Linked DNA regions of Rattus norvegicus: region 1 is linked to region 2. A link is a contact called in public Hi-C data. All regions are on one chromosome and are shown on one strand. The core of a region is the stretch at or near the end of the contact, and the rest is flanking DNA. Distances in the headings are between cores, read along the strand shown.

Region 1 (3,953 bases), core at 351-2,850, 76 kb before region 2:
TATTATTTTAGAATTAGGACCAGTGAGACAGCTCAGACAGCAACCAAGCCTGACAAACCAATTTCAGTCCCCAGGATTCATAGGACAGAAGGAGAGAGCTGGTTCCCACAAGTTGTCCTCTGACCACCCCCACCCCTCCATCTACACATCATTCCACACAAGTGCCTCCATCCCGGAATAAGTAAATGTAACAAAAAAAAATTTTCAAAAACTAAACATCCCAACTAAACCCTTTATTTTATATAATTGATATATGCTACCACAAAGGATGCCCTAGTTTAAGAAGTAAACACACACACACACACAAAGAATAAAATAAATGGAAAAATGAAATTATTGCCAACCATCGTTACACACCTCTAATCCCAGCACTCAGCCCTGGGGCAGGCAGAGAGCTCTCTGTGTTGGAGGCCAGTCAGTGCTACATAGTAGGATCTTGTCTCAAAAAAACAACTAACATTTTTTAAAACTTCTTTTTTTTTTTTTTTTGGCTCTTTTTTTCGGAGCTGGGGACCAAACCCAGGGCCTTGCGCTTCCTAGGTAAGCGCTCTACCACTGAGCTAAATCCCCAGCCCCTTAAAACTTCTTTATATATGCGATTACATTGTTGCTATCTTCATGCACACCAGAAGAGGGCATCAGATCCCATTACAGATGGTTGTGAGCCACCATGTGGTTGCTGGGATTTGAACTCAGGACCTCTGAAGAGCAGTCAGTGCTCTTAACCGCTGAGCCATCCTTCCAGCCTTGTAAACTTTAAAAAAAAAATCTTAAGTATAACTGTGCATTTAGTAAGAAAACTGATAAACTCAAAGTTAAAATTTTTAATGTAGGTGGCACACACCTTTGATCCCTTTAAGCACTCATGAGGAAGAGGCAGGGGGATGTCTTTGAGTTCAAAGCCAGTCTGGTTTATGGAGGGAGTTCCAGAGCATCCAGGGCTACACCCAGAGACTGTGTCTGAAAAAAATAAAAGTTAAAAAAAATTGTTTAATTTTAAAAGATACTATGGGAAAAAAATCTTACATGACCAGTGGAAAACTAAAAAAAAAAAAAAAAATTCAATACATAACATGATGTGGGAGCGATTTCTTTAATATTTAAATATTTATAACTAAAGGGTAAGGTCCACTAGAAATCCTCACAGGGACTTAACTCGCTAGCGTGTTAAAAATATTCCCAGGGATGTGACTCACTTGTCCACAGTAAGAGTCCTTCAAATGGCCTGTTGAAAAAACTCTCAAAGTTACTCAACCGAACCCATTAATAACACCACCCACCAAACCGATGCTGAGATCCGGGAAGGATAAAGTAAACAATTCAGGGGGAAAAGGCTTCCTAGGTGACCTCTTGTAAACAAAGAGTGGGGATTCTGCAGCAGCCGCCTCTCACAGGCTCTTGTGGAAACTAGAGGAAACGTTTCCTCCACCCCTATGGTCAGGCTAGCACAAACTTTGAGAAGAAAACCTGACAAAACTCTTAGAAGGCAGCTGAGGAGTGGGTCTAAGGCAGCTGAGGAGCGGGTCTAAGGCAGCCGAGGAGTGGGTCTCAGCTAAACCCAAGGACTCAGAGCAGAGACACCCACAAGCCCCCATCGCCAAGAGCACAGAAAGTTTTTACAAGCAGTTGTGAGTCAGCACAAAAACAGACCCGCGGCCTCAGTGTGGAAAAGCTCTTGATAAAACTTGGCAGCATTCACTCACGATAAAAATCTGGAAAGAGGAAACTCCGTCAGTTTCATAGAATGTGGCTTTTAAAAAACCCGCAGTACAGAGAAGTTGACACATCAATGTCTAGTAAACATCTTGTAATAAAAGTTAATGCATCAGTGCTTGTAAAAAAAAAAAAAAAAAAGATCTGTAGTGGGGCTGGAAAGGTGGCTCAGTGAAGAGCACTGGCTGATCTTCCAGAGGTCCTGAGTTCGAATCCCATACGGGGGCTCACAGCCATCTGTAATTAGATCCCATTCCTCCTTCTGGTGTGCATGAAAACAGCATACTCATATACATTACATAAATAAATCTTTATAAAAAAATCTATAGTAGGCACCATACTTGGAGACAAGACCAAAAAAAGTTGTCCCTTTTGATATCAGGACAAAGATAAAAGTCATTTTTATCTCTTCCTTTCAGTAGTAGGGTAAGGGAAGCCCTGCTCTGTCTGTCTGTCTGTCTGCCTGCCTGCCTTGCGCGCGCGCGCGCACACACACACACACACACACACACACACACACACACACACACACACACGGAGGCCTATAGATCAAAAGGGAGAAATATGGAGCTGGGGTATGTTTAGTGGTAGAACGAGAGTTCCTGAATCCCATGTCCCAGTACTGGGAAAAAGCAAGGAAAACCAAAAGGGACGGGACAGTGTTATCTGAATACCATGCGTGAGGACTGCACATCCATCAAGCCAGTGTAGTGTTGGTACGAAAGAAACAGACTGACCAACAAAGCAAACAGGGATGGACGCCAGACCTCTGACAGAGGGGACCCACCGTGCAGGGGAGAAGGAGGTCCTTCAATAGTGCTATGGAGTCATTTGGAGTCATTTGGACAGGCACCGTTGCCGTTGGATCCCCCCCACCCCCACCTGAACAATCTATTCCAGATGGCTCGCAAATCTAATTACGAAATTTTAAGCCATCCCGTGACTTTCAAATAGTGAAATGTTTCAGAAAGGGGCTGCGGAAATGCCAAGTTTATGAGAAGAAAAATTTCGTAAATCAGACTGCCTTAACGGCATGAGCTGGGAGAAAAGTCAGGAATTAAATGCCAGCCTGGGATTCAGAGCAAAGTCCCTGGAAGAGGAAACAGAAAGAGGAAGGGAGGAGGGGGGGGGGAAGAAGGGAGGAGAGAGGGAGGGAGGGAAGGAGGGAGGGAGGGAGGGAGGGAGGGAGGGAGGGAGGAAGCGGTGTGCAAGCCTGTTTCCCCAGCCTTGGGAGTAGCACCAACTGGCTCATTTCAAGGTCATCTTCAGCTACATAGTTGAGGGCCAGCAGTAGCTACATGGGAGCCCTTCTAAAAGATGTACTTGGAAGGTTTCAGGTCGTGATGCTTTGGGCTGTAGTGGCGAGCATAGTTAAAATGCTAGGGGAAGCCCGTGCTTTCTCAAGGCCGGGTGCAGAAGCAAACAAACAAACAAACAAAAAAACAGCACAAAGGATTAGATGGAATCTAATTAACTAATTATATAATTGCAATCTTTGATTCTTCAAATCTTACTTTTTTTTTTTTTTTTTTTTTTTTGGTTCTTCTTTTCGGAGCTGGGGACCGAACCCAGGGCCTTGCGCTTCCTAGGCAAGCGCTCTACCACTGAGCTAAATCCCCAACCCCCAAATCTTAATTTTAATAAGGGTTCTTAAGGGCTGGAGAGATAGCTCAGCGGTTGAGAGCACTGACTGCTCTTCCAGAGGTCCTGAGTTCAATTCCCAGCAACCACATGGTGGCTCACAACCATCTGTAATGGGATCCGATGCCCTCTTCTGGTGTGCCTGAAAACAGCTACAGTGTACTCTAAATATAATAATAATAATAATAATAATAATAATAATAATAATAATAATAATAGTTCTTAAGTGCTTTAACCTCCCTTTTAGCCCACTATCCAGAAGTAGTGGAAAAGAAAGGTTATTAAGGGGCTGGGGATTTAGCTCAGTGGTAGAGCGCTTGCCTAGCAAGCGCAAGGCCCTGGGTTCGGTCCCCAGCTCCGAAAAAAAAGAAAAAAAAAAAAAAAAAAGAAAGGTTATTAAGCTATGGAGAGTGAACTTGTTTAAAAACAGTTTTTTGGAGCAAATCCAATCTGTGTTGTCAGACTGTGTACCAGCAGTCCGGCTCGGTCCAGGATCAGGGTAGCAAACATGAGTCAGCGACCTTGGCGTGACCCAGCAGAAAGAACCCGGGTCTCAGCAGAGTCAGCACAAATCGGCAGGAGCAACCAGGACCAGCAGG
Region 2 (4,103 bases), core at 1,152-3,651:
GAGAACCTCAGAGAGCACAGAGGAAGGATTGTTTACACACGACAGAGGGATCACACATGAACAGACTGTAGCCGGGGATTCAGAAAAAGGAAGACCCACGGGGCTGGAGGGACGAGCAGAGGTTAAGGGCACTTGCTGCTCTAGCAGAGCCTCTGGACCCGATCACCAACACTTGCATGGTGTCTCACAACAATCTACAACTCTAGGGCCACGGGCCCAACACCGAAGGCCAGGCAGAACACTCACACACATTAAATAAACAAATCTTTTAAAAGGTTAAGAAAGTAAAGCAACAACAGACTTCTGACCAGAAAGCATGTACGCATGTACCAGATAATATCTTTGTGTCAGGGCAGGGGGAAAAATCCAGACTTTTGAATCAGTAACGATAATTTCCTACAAGGTAGGAAGTAAACAAAGACCTTTCTGAGATACAGAGAATCCGAGTAAATTTATTATCAATATATGAGTCAGGAGATGTTAAAATAGAACAAATACGAACCCAGAGAGAAAGCTGGACCCGTATAATAGAAATGTCTCTAGAAATGTCGAACGTGATGATGAACAAACAAGGCCGTCTACAGGCGTGCTGTTGCTAGCACTCATGCTAGTGTAAGGCCAGCACCGATGACTTAGAGACTTGATGTCAAAAACCTGAAGGGACAGCAGAGCACGTAGCCTTGTAAAACACGCAAAGGTAAAATGAACAGACACCAAGGACACCGGGAGGCCCCCAGTGCCGTGAAGAAGTGCAGTGTCTTCATAAGGTTGGTGATGATTAATGATGTCATTGCTAGCCCGGACGCGATCAGTGAGCAAGTGAGAATGTAGTGTGGGCATCTGAGGGTGAAACAGGGATCTAGAGAGCCAAGTTCAAACTCTCCCTGCGTCACTGACCAGGGCAGACACAGCCTACTGTGGCCCTCCCAGTCTTCCTTCAGAACCTTAGGAATCAAACACTGGTGACCAGATCAGCAGGTAATCAGGGGCTTGTATGAGCTGCTTAGTGGGCAAATGAAAAACAAGGTGGAATTATTTCCACAAAGTGGAAAGCCCAGAGTCTGGCAGGCAGGCAGACCGTCAGTGCTGGAGTCCTGCTCCTCCGCTCCCAAGCCTGGAAAGTCTAAAGACTGCGCCACATTTATTTGCACTTTGGTTCCCCTGTGTGTAAAACTAAGGAACAGTGTTTCCTTCCCCAAACTGTCATTATGACTGCATAGGCCATTAAACACACGGTGTCGGTGCAGTACCTGGTGCACATAAAAATGTCAACCCAATTATCCATACAGAACCCATACAGAAGACTAGGTGTGATTTACCAATCATGCCTCACATTAGCCATCAGAAATTTGATTCTGAATGGAGTTTGCTGAGTTACACCGCAGTGGGTACAGATGTCCATTCTTAACCAGTGCACGAACACCCACCCCGAGCCGAGAGGCATGCATAGGACATTGAGAATCAGCTCTGACTTCCAGCAGCTGTTCTGCTGCTCTGACGAGACAGAGGTGTCAACATGCAGCACAGGGCAGACGGCTGTCAAGCCCACAGCCCAGTAAGTCCTAAGCGTGGCTAGCCAGATGTAATAAGATCAGAGGATTTGGGTCACAGATCAGATCCAAGCTGGAACTGTCTTACTTGACAAAGGGCTCTTCCCTTACTCTCAGGGTCAGGCTGTAAGACTTCCCAAGTCCTGAATGAGGGGTGAAGGCCAGGCCTATACTCAGAAGAAACTCCAAACCTGAGTCTCCACCATAACGGAATCACTGCTCCCTCTGCAAGCCCATTGCTGTCTCTGTAGAAAGAGAATACTGACAGATGGTGACCACGGCACTTCTAGTAATTATAAAGAAAGGAGTTCCACGCATATACAGGAAGCCAGAGGACAGCTCTGTGCTCGGCTATCTCTTTCCGTCTTGACAGGGCTCCAGACGGCACTCCGGTAAAGGGCTTTATCCTGTTAGCCCTTGTTGAAGAACTTTGAACTTACAGGTCTCAGGCCCACATTCCAATCTCACGGCTGCCACTGCCATGCTAGACAAACATGGCTGATAGGTCTACTGCTTTAGGCTCCCATTTCACGTTTTTAACACGTTTTAGTGTCCTTATTCCTGAGCCTGGGATCTCCACAGGCTCTATCACATATCACAAGCTAATGACTGCACATAGCTAATGGCCTATCCCATCCTACAGCATTCACTCCGGCCCAGACAGGAACGTGATTAGCTTGGGCAACACCAGGGAGGCCTGAAAGCCCCTAGAAGATGCAGGCCATGCCCTTGCTGTTACCATCCCCACGAGATCCAGGCCAGGGCCAGCTCATCTCAGGCAACAGGAAACATGCTGAGGTGACTGCAACCCGGGGAGCATTTCCAACACTGAGCTTCAGGAAGCCAGCCTTACCAGGATGACCTCACCCACTGGCAGGCTGCCCCACTCGCTCACTGGCTCTCAAGCTGCTAGGCTCTGGGCCTAAAAGAATTACCAGTTTGGTGGAATCCCAGCTGTGATCATTATAAAAACAGAGGATTGACTTGAACAAATGGGTATTTACTCCTAATGAGTTAATACCCTCGCAATGCTTCAACATGAGGGGACCTTGGTTCCACCAGCAACACAGGGAAGATAGCCAGACTATAACGGGAATGCTGTGGGCAAGAAGAGATGATAGAATGGAGGGTTGTGCTCCACTGAAAAGCAACACCCAGCAGAGAGAACATTCTCTTCAGCCTCTTACAATAACAAGACAGCCAACAGCAGCCATAGGGGAGGGACCGAGGCTGGACAGGCCTGTGGATGCACTCGAGGGCTCCTCCCCAACCTCTCACTTGCATGAGAAGCTCTATGAAGCTGGCAGAGCAGAGGCTGCCACTGGTCCTGAGGATGCTGTGGTAGCTCCAGTTCTCTCCTCAGGGAGGACCACAGTCCTGTGGCGACACCTAAAGGTCACAGTGCTAGGAGGAGGTTAGAGGTTGTACACAACAAAGACTGGGAGGCTGGGGCAGCTGGGGGCAGCAGGGCGCTCTGGCAAGGCTGCTGCCTACTCTGTGATTGGAGGGTCTCACAGGCATTAGAAACAGAAGACGACAAGGGCCGGGTTGTAGGTCAGTCAGCAGGACTTTGCTGGCATGCATAAAGCCCTAGGCTCAATTCTCAGCAGCACATAAGCCAGGTGTACACCTCTAACTCCCACACCCACTAGGAGAGGCAGGAGGATCATGAGCTTGAGTCGTGCTTGGCTAGAGAGAGGGTAAGCATCTTCTCCCGTCCTGCTTCTTTCAAGACTAACAGAATGGAAGAGTGTTGCTGTTTTTAATTATGTGTAGCTGTGCCTGTGCACCTGGGTATAGGTGCCCTCAGAGGCCAGAGGGGTTGAATCCTGAGGCTGGAGTTACAGGAGCTTGTGAGTCACGGGACATGGGTGCTGAGCACTGAACTAAGTCCTCTGGAAGAAAGGCATCTTCTCCAGCCCAAGACTAGACACTTTAAGCTACATGTCTTTCTTTTCTTTTTTTTTTTTTTTTTTTTTTTTTTTTTTCGGAGCTGGGGACCGAACCCAGGGCCTTGCGCTTCCTAGGTAAGCGCTCTACCACTGAGCTAAATCCCCAGCCCCCATGTCTTTCTTTTCATTGTGTATATATGAACTCATGCATGCATGCATGCACACACACACACACACACACACACACACACACACACACACACACCACAGTGTGTACATGGAAGTCCGAGAGATAACTAGTTCTGTCACGAAGGTCCCTCGGGTGTGGTGTATGTGTCTTTTCCTGATGAGCCATCCGTCTTGCTGCCCCTCCCTCCTCTCTTTCTCTTCCTTGAGGAAAGAGAACGTTACTTCACAGCCCTGAAACTTGGGGTCTTCCTACTTCAGGCTCTTGATTTCTGGGACCACACCTAGCAGAGGTGAATTTCTTCAAATAAGATATGTTAATAGGATGCAGCAAAGTTCAGGATTCCATTTTTCTCTGTCCCTTCAGGTCTGGTGAGTATGAAACAATGGTGAGTGATTTAAGATAACCCTGATTATAAACTTCGAGAAGACACATATGGTTCCAAATCAAGAACCCAACTGGTGGTTGGGGATT

The links. Hi-C and Micro-C count contacts between places; a contact is called where the count stands out from the background.
Region 1: a Hi-C map of the A7r5 cell line shows a contact between it and region 2, with 3 times the contacts expected there. The contact joins two enhancer-like sites. A contact is called at or near these places in 6 of 12 Hi-C or Micro-C datasets (the A7r5 cell line, the Rat2 cell line, Schwann cells and 3 more).

What each region holds. Positions count from the first base shown.
Region 1 is chr20:13,030,463-13,034,415 of GRCr8, reverse strand. No RefSeq gene overlaps it. Among named protein-coding and RNA genes, the nearest start is that of Susd2, 15 kb to the right of the region's middle. Within about 2 kb of position 1,600, at least 30 of the 93 cell types and tissues checked have an H3K27ac peak or open chromatin away from gene starts, as enhancers often do. A contact at or near this core is called in the A7r5 cell line and Schwann cells, where this site is marked.
Region 2 is chr20:12,955,364-12,959,466 of GRCr8, reverse strand. The region is part of intron 26 of Cabin1 (calcineurin binding protein 1); the gene reads right to left. Among named protein-coding and RNA genes, the nearest start is that of Susd2, 60 kb to the left of the region's middle. Within about 2 kb of position 2,401, at least 60 of the 93 cell types and tissues checked have an H3K27ac peak or open chromatin away from gene starts, as enhancers often do. A contact at or near this core is called in the A7r5 cell line and Schwann cells, where this site is marked.